3 separate regions of the Zea mays genome follow, and regions 2 and 3 are each linked to region 1. The links are chromatin contacts, called in public Hi-C maps. All regions are on one chromosome and are shown on one strand. The core of a region is the stretch at or near the end of the contact, and the rest is flanking DNA. Distances in the headings are between cores, read along the strand shown.

What was found. Hi-C and Micro-C count contacts between places; a contact is called where the count stands out from the background.
Region 2: a Hi-C map of leaf shows a contact between it and region 1, with 8 times the contacts expected there. The contact joins the promoter of LOC100191874 here to the promoter of LOC542562 in region 1. A contact is called at or near these places in 2 of 25 Hi-C or Micro-C datasets (bundle sheath and leaf).
Region 3: a Hi-C map of bundle sheath shows a contact between it and region 1, with 4 times the contacts expected there. The contact joins the enhancer-like site here to the promoter of LOC542562 in region 1. A contact is called at or near these places in 2 of 25 Hi-C or Micro-C datasets (bundle sheath and tassel).

Annotation. Positions count from the first base shown.
Region 1 is chr3:109,182,427-109,186,475 of Zm-B73-REFERENCE-NAM-5.0, forward strand. It overlaps LOC542562 (glycine-rich RNA binding protein), which reads right to left and starts at 2,198. Exons shown (of 2, transcript NM_001112102.1): 1 at 2,014-2,198; 2 at 1,336-1,918. The coding sequence starts at 2,127. The coding sequence ends at 1,595.
Region 2 is chr3:109,666,752-109,670,800 of Zm-B73-REFERENCE-NAM-5.0, forward strand. LOC100191874 reads right to left here and starts at 1,877. Exons shown (of 7, transcript NM_001137298.1): 1 at 1,682-1,877; 2 at 1,405-1,572. The coding sequence starts at 1,852.
Region 3 is chr3:109,646,824-109,650,872 of Zm-B73-REFERENCE-NAM-5.0, forward strand. No RefSeq gene overlaps it. Among protein-coding and RNA genes, the nearest start is that of LOC111591222, 15 kb to the right of the region's middle. Within about 2 kb of position 2,113, at least 17 of the 20 cell types and tissues checked have an H3K27ac peak or open chromatin away from gene starts, as enhancers often do. A contact at or near this core is called in bundle sheath and tassel, where this site is marked.

The DNA of each region.
Region 1 (4,049 bases), core at 948-3,447:
CCATATAATTGAGATTGTTGAACATTTGAATAACTTTGAGAATGACATTATGTTAAGAGACATTGTAGTTCCAATGAAATCTAAATTTCTCAAATATTGGAAAAGCATTCCTATTTTATATTCCTTTGCATTTGTGTTGGATCCTAGAGCCAAGATAAGAGGTTTCAGTAATGCTCTTCAAGTTCTGTCTAGATATGTTACTACTGATTACTCTGATTACTTCAATGTCATTAGATCTGAATTGACTAACATGTTTGCCAAGTATGAGATAAAGTTTGGTGCAGCAAAATTGCAGAGACCAACCCACACCACAAGTACCAGCAGGAAGAAAACAGCTTGGGGGGGAATTTATGCATCGCCTGAGGTAAGTGATGCATCTGTTTCGAGTTCATCATTTGGCTCCCAAGTTTCTGAGTTGGCAATGTACTTAGATAGTGACCCAATCACTGTCTTTGATGATGGATTTGATATTCTAAGTTGGTGGCATGAGCATAAATCTAATTATCCTATCCTGTCTCTTTTGGCTAAGGATGTTTTAACTGTTCCTGTTTCAACTATCAGTTCCGAGTCTGTTTTTAGTCTTGCTGGCAGGTTGATTGAGGAGAGAAGGCGGTCTCTAACAAGTGAAATGGTGAAGATTCTGACTTGCTTAAAGGATTGGCAGCTAGGAGAGAGTCGGGAGTAGCACAACATTGCAAACAACGACATGGAAGAACACTACAAGAATACGTACTTGGATGAAGAACGCGAAACTCGTGTTGGTCGTAGTTAGATGTTTCTTGTGATGTAATTTTACTTTTGTTATGTACTTGGACAATGAACTTTGAACTTATGAACTGCATCTAGTGGTTGCACTCTTTTCCCCTTCTGACCAAAGGGTTTTTTAATGAGGCAGCCATTGCACAGCTCTAATAATATTAAGTTTGTTTTGGTCAAAAAATGTTTGTCTTCTATTTTGTTAGTTTGATCATATTTGATTGTATATTTCTAATTTTAGGCTTTTGTGTATTTTGGGCTCGATTCTATATTCTAGTCTCAATTTTGTATTTCAGGCCCAAATGTGTATTTCGGGCCATTTTTGTATTTCGGGCTTTTACTATTCTCAGGCCGCACAGCCCGAAATTAATACTGGGCCAGCCCGGCCGAAATTAAACGTGCCGGACCTTTTCGACCTTAGGTCGGACGGCCCGAATGTACACTTGTATCCTTGGTTGCCTAGACCACCATTGACTTTGAAGGTGTTTCCTGAATCTTTTAGTGTTCTTTATTGGAGCACTTGTAGTTTGTACAATGTTTAACATTGGCGTGTTCAGGTTTAGGCCCGTCCGAATCAAATGCACAACTGTAGGTATAGCCAGATAAGATAATCGGTGGAGCTCAATGCAGGCTCGGGATTGGACGATTGTAGACATCACTAACAACATCAGAGGAGCGAGCTTGCGGTCAAAAACACAGATGGGCAACAACAACAACGAACACGAAACGAAACATACGGACACGAGACGACCACAGACGAAGATAAACCCCCTCTAGACTAGGGTGAACACGGTAGCAGAAGCGAACAAGATAACTAGGCCTCAGCGGACCCCACCGCTCAGTTCCTCCAGTTCCCGTCGTTGTTGCCGTAGCCGCCGCCGCGGTTTGCACCACCGTATCCCCCACCGCCGCCGTAGCCTCCACGACCACCGCCGTAGCCTCCACCGCCACCGCCGTAGCCGCCTCCATCACGGCGCCCGCCACCGTATCCGCCACCGCCGCCTCCACGGCCGCCGCGGGACTGGGCCTCGTTAACGGTGATGTTGCGGCCGTCGAGCTCCTTGCCGTTCATGCCCTCGATGGCGCTGCGCATCGCGTCCTCCGTGGAGAAGGTGACGAAGCCGAAGCCGCGGGACCTCTGCGTCTCCCGATCCAGGATGATCTGCGGGGGGAGAAAAGGCAGGTCAGACAGATCTGGATGAAACGTGGACGGATCTGGTGCGAGCGCGCCGAACGGACGAATGGAACTGAACGGACCTTCGACTCGAGGACCTCGCCGTAGGTGCTGAAGGCGTTGTTGAGGGAGTGGTCGTCGGTGGCCCAGGCGAGGCCGCCAACGAAGCAACGGTACTCAACGTCCGACGCCGCCATCTCTTCCCTCTCGCCCACGAACCAGAACCTGAACACGAACCGGTGGGGGAGGAGAAGCCAACCCACCTCTGAGAAAGCACGGAGAGGACGATGCCTCCCCCCGCCGCGCCTTTAATAGAGGCTGGGGATCCAGCTGTGGACGGCTTGTTGGGACCCGGAGCAGGTGGCCCCGACTGCGACGAGGCCGATGGGAAGCGTGGGGGTGGGGCCCAGCATGGCTGATCTTTGGCCGCTGCAGCAGCCCGCAAGCCAGGCCATCGAAAATATCTGGCGATGCGAAATGCCGATTCTGCCCTTGGCTGCCAGCATATAGGCCCGCGCCGGCTTGGGCGACGACGTGGGTCCACGCAACACAACGAACGGACGAGATGACGGCACGGAAAGCGATTCCTCGCAACGGCATCATCTTGGCGATGGTGATGCCACTCGAGATGCCAACGGTACTGTGTTTGAATGCATATAAGAGTCCGTTACTAAAATTAGTTGAGACAAGGAAACACTCTAGCTAATAATTTAGTTATTAGCTATTTTTAGTAAATTAGTTAATATTTAGATAATTATTTATTATCTATCTAATTTCACTAATAATTTTTAGACAACTAACTATTAGGTTTATAGTACATTTAGACACTCACATAATTTACTCGCATGCATATAGATAAAAACTCTATAGACCTTATTTAGATATTCTAATATTTAAAGGTGTTTGAATGCACTAGAGCTAATAGTTAGTAGCTAAAATTAGCTAAGACATCCAAACACCCTATCTAATAGTTCAATTATTAATTATTTTTGGTAAATTAGTTAATAGTTAGCTAGCTAATTTCACTAATAATTTTTAGTCAATTAACTATTAGTTCTAGTGCATTCAACCACCCCTTAAAACTAATAGCTAGTTGGCTAAAAATCATTAGTGAAATTAGCTAGCTAATAAATAGCTACCTAACTATTAACTATTTTACTAAAAATAGAAAATAACTGAACTATTAGCTACGGGGTTTGGATGTCTCAACTAATTTTAGCCACTAACTATTAACTCTAGTGTATTCAAACACCTCCTTAATCTAATTTATATATATTGAGATAGGTTAGAGTAAATATTATAGTATCTAAATATAGTTATAGGGTGTCGGTTTCATTGTGAGTCTATATTCTCAAATATAAGTGCATTTTTTATTCTTAATTTGACAATTTTTCTTGTGGATACGAAAAGTTTATATCTGTGTACCCGCTTACCTACATTATATATATATATATATATATAATATGTAATTATGTGCTCACGGTATATCTATAGGTTTGTGGCACCATAGGTAGCTGATACAGGTAACATATTATACTCGTCGTGGGGTAACAAGTGTGGGTTTATTATTAACCTTGAGGGTACGGTTTGTAAACTCTATACCCGTGAGTTTCAACTCGTTGACATCCCTTAGATGCCACCAATCTTTAGAAAGGTTAGGACAAATGTAACACCTCAAAATTTTGATTTTAGGTTTATTAGTTGTTTTCCAAAAAAATCAAATTAAAGTGTCGTGTGATGAAAGATTATATATTGAAAGTGACTCTTTCAAAAAAAATAACAATAAACAAATAAATAGGTGGTATTAAAAGTTTGGTAGTTCAAAACTTAGATTTAAACTTTTAAACCTTCAATTTCAAACTCAAAGAGAAATAAAATAGAAATATCCTCAACTATTTAATTGATGGAGCTATTCTTTTATGAATTAGGTGTTTAAAAACCTTCCCTAAAAAGGATTAAAGTAAAAGTACTTCTTAATAAAGATTATACATTAGAAAGTATTTTCTCTTAAAACAAATAAGTAATAAATATTGAACTTTTGAATGAACTTTTAAATTGACTACGCATTCAAAGTAATATATTCTTAAAATGGATAATGTGTGTTGTATATTTGAAACAT
Region 2 (4,049 bases), core at 627-3,126, 480 kb after region 1:
TGTGCTCGATTAGGGCATTTGACTCGATTAGTGTTACTGATTGTCCATATCGTCCGATTAGGTGACGATATGGAATGATTAATCGCCTACGAGCCGATCAGTTGCGATTAATAGAGGTAGTCCAACAGTCTAGACTGGCCCCAACAGTCCAGTTTGTGCTCGGGTAGTCCAACAGTCTGTTTGACTGACTGCCCATGATTAATAGAGCTAGCCCCCTAGCTCTACCTATCTTTTCATTTTCCCTGACGGCTGGGAGAAAATCAAAAAACACCCTTCTCTCTTCCCAGCTCCCTTCCCTCTCCTTTCACCCTTCTCTCTCCCTCCAAGGCTCCAACACGGCAACACCTTTCTCTCTACATCGCCTGGGAGAAAAGAGAACATAGGGACTGGAGATGAGCTCCTCATCTGAAGCCTTCTTGGTCATGGTCTACTGATCTAGTAAGTTGTAGACTTGCGGTTTCATATAAACTTGTTGATGCTGTGCTATTATGAACTATTCAAGTATTGAATAAACTTGTTGCTGCTGTACTGATCTAGTAAGCTGGATGTACTGCTGTTTTGGACTATTCAAGTATTGAATATTGGACTATTTATACTACTGCAAGTCTCTATAGTATATACTATATATAGTGTTATATATATGACTATCCTGGAATACACAGGACGGCCAGGGGGGCGATTAGGGTCGATCAGGGGCGACTAATCGCCTTGATCGACGCCTAATCGCCCAGTGGGATCGATCATGCGATCAGGCGATCTGAAAATTATGGTCTGGAGAAGGGATAAATTGAGGCGAGCCTTCCCCCGCAAATGTGGAGAGGCTCACAAGAAAAGAAAACCTACATGAAGGCTTGTTAGATAAGTATGTGCATATCTCCTGTATGGTATATATATCTTCTTTATGGTATGCATCACCACAGCTATCAGCAAGTTAGTACTCTTCTAAAGTTGTGTATAGAAAATAGAGATATTCTTGTTAGTTCCTTGACTTGTACTTTAAGCTGCTAATTGTTTTCTGTAATCTGGCACATGGTTGTTGTCGGGTCGCTACTGTATAATATGGACCTGTGACGAGCCTAGTTTGTCATCCACATTTACATAATTTTACAAGACTATCACACCAAAAGGCATGTGTGTAATGTGTTCTACTTTTACAAGCAAACTTTTTATTTCTTGTGTGATATACATCAGCACTACATGCTTATTATGTGAAGTGGGTACGTATAAGTAACACGATGTCTGTAATGTCACAGTATCTAATATTTGGTACTACTATAAGCAACATCAATTGGCTGCAACTGCAGGGATCAAATTACTCAAACAGTGTCATAACGATATGTAACCTATGGTTAGGGAAAAGAAAAATGAATCCAAGATAAGCATATGGAATGGAAGACAGTGTACCTCAACCAAGTCCATGTCCATCCTGATCGCAAGCTGCAAGGCTTCATGCCGGGGGAGAATGTTGTGGCCTTCATCCATGACGAGCCTGACGAAGGGAGCGGCGATGGCGTTGTTCATGCGCGGGCCCGCGCTGGCATCGTCCTCCTCCTTGCCTCGCTTCCTATTGGTCTTCAAAACCGAAACGGGACGGAACGGGTCACCACAAAGCCCACGGTCACGAGGCAGCGCGGCAGGGAAGGCGGGGTGAACGGAGGCAGCAGCGAAGAGGGGTGCCTACCTGAGTACCAGGCGGAGCAGCGAAGTGCCGGAAAGGCGGGGCCAGCGGGGAGCGTATGGGAGTGGGAGCGGGGGCGGCGAGGGCCAGTGGGGGAGGAGGATGGGGACGGTGGCGGCGGAGGTAGGCGGCGGCGCGGAGCGCGAGGGATCCGGCGTTGCGCCGGAGAGCCATCCTTTTTTTTCCTTGCCTTGTGTCGCCGGGCCCGGAGGGTTGCGGGACGCTATGGGGGCCCGGAGGACCTTGCTCTGCTTTGTCCTCGTGGGGATGGGATGGGCTTGGCTGGGCTGGGCTAGACGGGCCTTCCCCCTCATGATCTCTGCCAGGTGGGCTTTGGCCCATATGCCCGCTGTTCGGTCGAGTAGGTTGTGTCCATGTCCGGATATTTTGTATTTTAGTTTTTTTTAAAAAATCGCGTTTAGATTTCTGGACGAATTAATATTGTTTTTGGACCTTTTGCTCGTCGCCACAGCCCGTGGCGTTGAGGTATCACGTCTCAGCGTCATAGTCTGTGGCACCGAGGTACGTGTCGCGCTGGCGGATAATGCTAACGCAACACCATCGTGGTCCCCTAGCTCGGCATCATAAAACTTGGCGCGAGGCTAGGATTTAGGCTCGGACTGAGCTCCTCCTTCCCATTCTCTCCCTCACCTTCGCTCACTCACTGCTACCGCCCAATCTTTGTGCTTCACCACCGCAGGCCTCGCCCCGATCCCCGCTCCGACGCCAGCCTCGAGCGTCGTGATGAGCCGCCGCCCCGAGCACCCGCGTCGTCGCCCTCGAGCGCCGCGCTGCCACGAGCCTCCACGCGACCGTCACGTGCGACGTCATCGGTCCGGAAGCACGCCATCGCCTCGCCAACGTCGCCTTGCCTTGTTGTCGCACCTTCGTCTCCTTGAGGTCAATGTCGCACGCCTAGGTTTAGTTTAGGTTAGTACAAACTTTACTCTAGGTTTAGTTAAGTATAAATGTTAGTTTAGTTACAAATTTTACTCTAGGTTAGTTTAGTATATATTTTAGTTTACTTTAGTTATTAAGTTTAGTATATTTAGTTTAGTTTTGTGTAGTTATTTAGTTTGTTTAGTATATATTTTAGTTTGGTTTACTTTCATACAAACTTGCTAGTTAGTTTTTGTACTTGTTTGTGGACTTAGTTAGTTTAGTTTTGATTAGTTTAGTATAGTTAGTTTATTTTTGTTTAATATGTTTAGTTTAGTTTTGTTTACTTTAGTACAAAGTTGCTAGTTAGTTTGTGTACTTAGTTACATACCACTAGTTAGATAAGTGAATGTGTATGTCACCCATCGTGTTGTTCGTTTCTCTTCAGGTTTTAGAAACCTCACCATATAGGGGAGGTGCTGCCGAAATTTTTATTGAAAGTAATATGTTTTTTTGTAGATACGAAGCCATCCGACTCCACCTCCGCCACTGGTAGTGTCACACCCGTTTCTAAGGGGCAGAGCCGGGTGCATAGCATATGTGTGCCAGGATCTATTTCCACACATATGTTGATGCCACAAGTGTAATATATCAAAAGAACAATGCATAAAAGCGTAAATAACGATTATATTAACATATTACACTTTGAACAGACATAATGTCTTAACCTTTATTCATCAAAGTACAGCGAAACATGGACATCAAAATGCAAGGTAACAAGGTAAGGCTAAAGTTAAATGCGGTTAGCATTTTAGTTGGTCAACATTTTATTAACAACACTTGACTTACTAATAAGTGTGAATCCCAAGTATTCCCATTAAACAAAGGTATAAGAGTATGTCAAAAACACTTAAGTGAAACCACTTAAGCAAACCATTGGCAGATCATCGGATCTCGATTTATTTCCATCTTCAAGTTCAATTATCATGTGAGGAGTCCAGGATGCTCATAACCGTGAGCACGGCTGATTTATCAGTTTTACACTCTGCAGAGCTGGTACAACTTTACCCACAAGCCGTGTATCCCCTCTAGCCTGGGTCGGCCAAAACCCGTAAACACTTCCGAGGTGAGTGGCTAGGGATCCACTATGAGGCTTTCATAGAATACTCTTAATGCTAAGCAACCTGCTAAGGTTTCTAAAGACGGTGTGGAGGCCCTCCGGGTGAGGTACCTTAGCCAAGAATACGTCCCCATGTTAACGTGAGCTGCCACCATTGCCGCTCCCCCTCTTTCCCATATTTCAGGTAAGGTTGCTAGGTACTAAGCATATAAAGCTAATTACCAAAGCCAAAGCCATGATATCACTCGTGGTTGCACTGTTTTCCCGGGTGGTCACTCCATGTTCCAATTATCACAATATGATCTTGCTTAATCATCGGATTAACAACAATAATGTAACTTACCATTTGGAACATTGATATCATCAGTAGGA
Region 3 (4,049 bases), core at 863-3,362, 460 kb after region 1:
TCCCACAGGGCTCTTTGGCTTCAAATCTCAGTTTGTACCCTTGCTGAAATTTCTGAAGTTTTATAGTCTTGGTTTCTCCTTTTCCCGATCTTGTGTTGTTGGTGAAAAATTTTGATTCCTTTGAGAGGATTTGGTTTGGGGATTGTTTGGTGGTGAGCTGCACTCTTCGGACCACTGCATACACCTATTTGTTGCAGATTTTGGTCGCAATTTGAGAAAAACTCAGGTTGAACTCGTTTCTAGAAAACCCCAACAAAACCCCAAGTCGGATTAAGCTCAAAATTTAGGGAGATCTTGCAAAGGTATTTGCTCAAGTGTGTGTAAAATTTCATATTAATCGGAGTTCGTTTAGTTCAGTTTTGAAATCAAGAACATATTTTCGTACTGCTGAAAACAACGCTTGTTGACGATACTGTATTGGACCGTTTTGGACTTTTTGGTGTCCGATTTGCGATCTGTTTGTTTTGCTGGTCTCATGTGAGTATTAGAAACATTTTGTAATCATGAGATCAGTCTTTCGCTGATGTGTTTATGGTTTGTGCAGTTACTTCATCTTAATTGAAGTAAAGTGTTAATTTTTAGTGTTTGGAGACAAAAATCCGATTGGCTCCCATTCACACCCCCCTCTGGTCGCCTTACCGGTCCTACATATTGAATTGTTCGTGTATATATATATATATATATATATATATATATATATATATATATATATATATATATATATATATATATATATATATATGTTTGAATACTGAGATTGGATTTCTAATTAAAAATAATAATAATAAATATATCTATATACCTATATATAGATTATCTATATGCTTAAAGAGATAAAATAGATAAGTAAAATATAATGGTTGCCTTCATGCTAGGGGTTTTTGTTTGTGTGCATTCAACCTGGAAATTCAAACCCCAAATCAAATTGAATTAGGAACAAATTTGCAATTTGTGATTAGATTTGGAATAGAAATTCAAAAAGGAAAAGAAAAAAGGAGAATAAAACCCTGCTGGGCTGGAAACCTCCTTTTTGGCCCATTTTCCCTCCTTTGCGCGGCCCAACAGTGGACCCCTGTCGCCGACATGTGGACCCGGGTGGCACAGCCACTCCACCCCGTTTCACCGATTGGCGGGGCCCGCTGACCGGCCTCACCCCGCGTGCGTTGCCTGCTCCTGGTTGGCTAACATGTGGGGCCGTTTTGTCAACCGTCTCTCACCCACGCGCATGCCCGGATTTGCCACTGCTGTGTGGGGCCCTTCGCCAGTGCCTGCCCGCTAGGCGCGTCGCTCACCTTGGTCGCTGTCGCATGGGTCCGATGATAGGTGGGACCCACGTTACAGGGGCATCTCCCAGATAGGAACAGCACGGACCGAGCGGCGCGCAATTCGCGTGGGCCGTTGTAACCGCCACACTGTGGGCATCTAGCTTGGGGTCGGCTATGTATACGCCCTGCGCATTAGCCTCGGGGTCATCCCGCATATACGCCTGCGCACACGCCGGGGTAGCCAAGCATGCTACGAGAGTTTGGGAGAGGAACAGTGGGCTGCAGCCGCCATGGACCCTTATCGATGGTGTTCGCTTGTGCGTGAGGAAGCTGTCGCTCGTGTCACCGAGGGAAATACCGCCTCATTCTCGATGAACTATTCGTCGGAGTTCTCAGACCACCGCCAAACTGCCTCTCGCCATGATGTGGTCTCCACGACGTGATCTCCGGTAAGTATAGGGAACCTTTGTTTTGATTCGCTATCCGCTTTGCGTAGAACTTGCTATAGAAAGGTAGCATGCACTGGTACTCAGTTGTCGGAGCGCCTGCAGTCACGCCACCGCATCCTGCTCACTCGCCGTCACGCGGGCGCTGCCGGAGGTAGAAGACTGAGGTAGGAGAAAGAAGACTAGTCGTTAGATCTCCAAATAGACGCACTGGATTAGGTCAAAAATAACGTTTCGCCCGGGTTAATCCTAGCCATCGATCTTTGTGTTGGTGACCTAGATCAAAATGAAGAACACCCCTTCACCGGTTGTATTAGAATCGTTGGATCACGGGTAAGCGACCGGGATCGGATCTGGTCATCGTGAATTTTGGACCGTGGATCCTAGATCTGGCGGCCTCAGTTTAGTACCGGTTCGGTTAGGGATAGATCTAATCCACACCGTAGGTTGAGGATCCCATGGCCAGGGTGTGTTCATACCCCTTCGGCTCACAAATTTGCTAAAGAGCCCCGAGCAAAACAATAAAACAGCCCACAGTCCACGCGTAGTAGTAAAGTATTTTACTTAGGTCCCGAATTATTGTGAATTAGACCCTGAACTTTTCCAAGAAATCCTAGCCGCAGCTCAACAATTCGGTTAGGTATATAAAATAAATCTGGTAATCGGTTTTAATATAAAATAAACCTAAAAACTTGTTTATTGCATAACTTACTCACTTTTACTCTGAATTACTCCACTCAAGTTGTGTTAGCTTCGTATAAATATTTACTACACAGTGACAACATTAATTATACCATATCGCCTACTTTTATAGTTAGATATTTATTAACCTATGTCTACTAGATTAACTCTTCTAATCAAAGCTAAAATGTCCATAATTATAATTTGGTTAAAATATGATCACTAGACAAGTTATAATTAAGATTAAAGTTGAATTAATTATTTTTTCAGATTATCTTTATAAAATCAACACAAGACTTAGTTTTAATTACTTAATCACGTGGGTCTTCCGAAAATTATACCTCTTTAACCATAACTCTGATTTTAGTAGTTCTCAAACCCACGATCTCGTAGCAACAATTAGAGTATTATTATACAGTTTGTTCTTATGTTTGGTGTGATGTTAATTTTGCCTATATCATGTTTGTTTGAATTGCTACGAATAGCGGTGATGTCACGAGAATCTGAAGATCATCTTGGTACCTGGGAATCTCAAGTCTAAGGCAAGTTGCTCACTTGATTACTTTTATTTACCCAATAATGTTCTCTATAATCATTTTGGCATGCATAGGCTTAATTTTGATGGGACCCAATAGGTCACCCTAGTTTGGTCATCTTTACACCTTGTTCACCCTTGAACTTTTGGGTAGTCTTTGCTATTGCTATATATGGTTTTGGGATCAATATTACATTATGATCATGTTCCAATTATACTGTGGTTTTAATTATTGTTCATGACAAGGTTATTATGTTGATTGGAACATCGAGCTTAACTTGAGAAACACGTGCCACCACAAGGGTGGAATGGGACGCCCTTGGCTGACTAATTAGGAAAGCTAGTGGAGGACTATCTTACCCGAAAGGGGCAAGGGCAGTAGGGGAGTAGGCGTGTAGGGAGGTTCTCGGGTTGACTTTGCTGCGATGGCGGTCAGACGGGGGATTCCTGCATTGCTCTTACTAGAAACTGTAGCGGGTTTTCTGAAGCTAGTGAAACTTTGTAAAGGCCTCGTAGTGTTACCCTGCCTCGTCTCCTCGGTAGAGGTGAATGGGACTTCTAGACCCCTTGCTAACCGAGTGACATGACTTGTGGGTAAAGGGTACCACCTCTACAGAGTGTAAAACTGGTATACTAGCCGTGCTCGCGAGCAGCTCAGGACTCTCGCATGATTAGTTTATGGAATTAAATTCAATTTGTCATTTGCATCGCATTGTTATTTATTATTATTTTTGATATATTATTACTCTGGTTTGGTATCTACTTATACTTAGTAACTACTAATAAAATTTTGACCAACATTAAAAGCGATGCTCCACTTTAACCATCCTCTTTGGTAAGCCTTACACTTAACCTGAGCTCCCACATTTGGCGAGTTCATACACATTATTCCCCACAACTTGTTGAGCGATGAACGTATGTGAGCTCACCCTTGTTGTCTCACACCCCCCACAGGTCAAGAACAGGTACCGCAGGATGAGGCACATAGAGGATGTTGTGATGAGTTCGTGAGAGGTTTAGGTCGTCGTCTACCAGCCAACTTTGGGTTGCTAGATCGTTGTCTCCATATGATGTAATTATTTATTTTACACAGAACTCCTATTATATAGTAAAGATGTGACA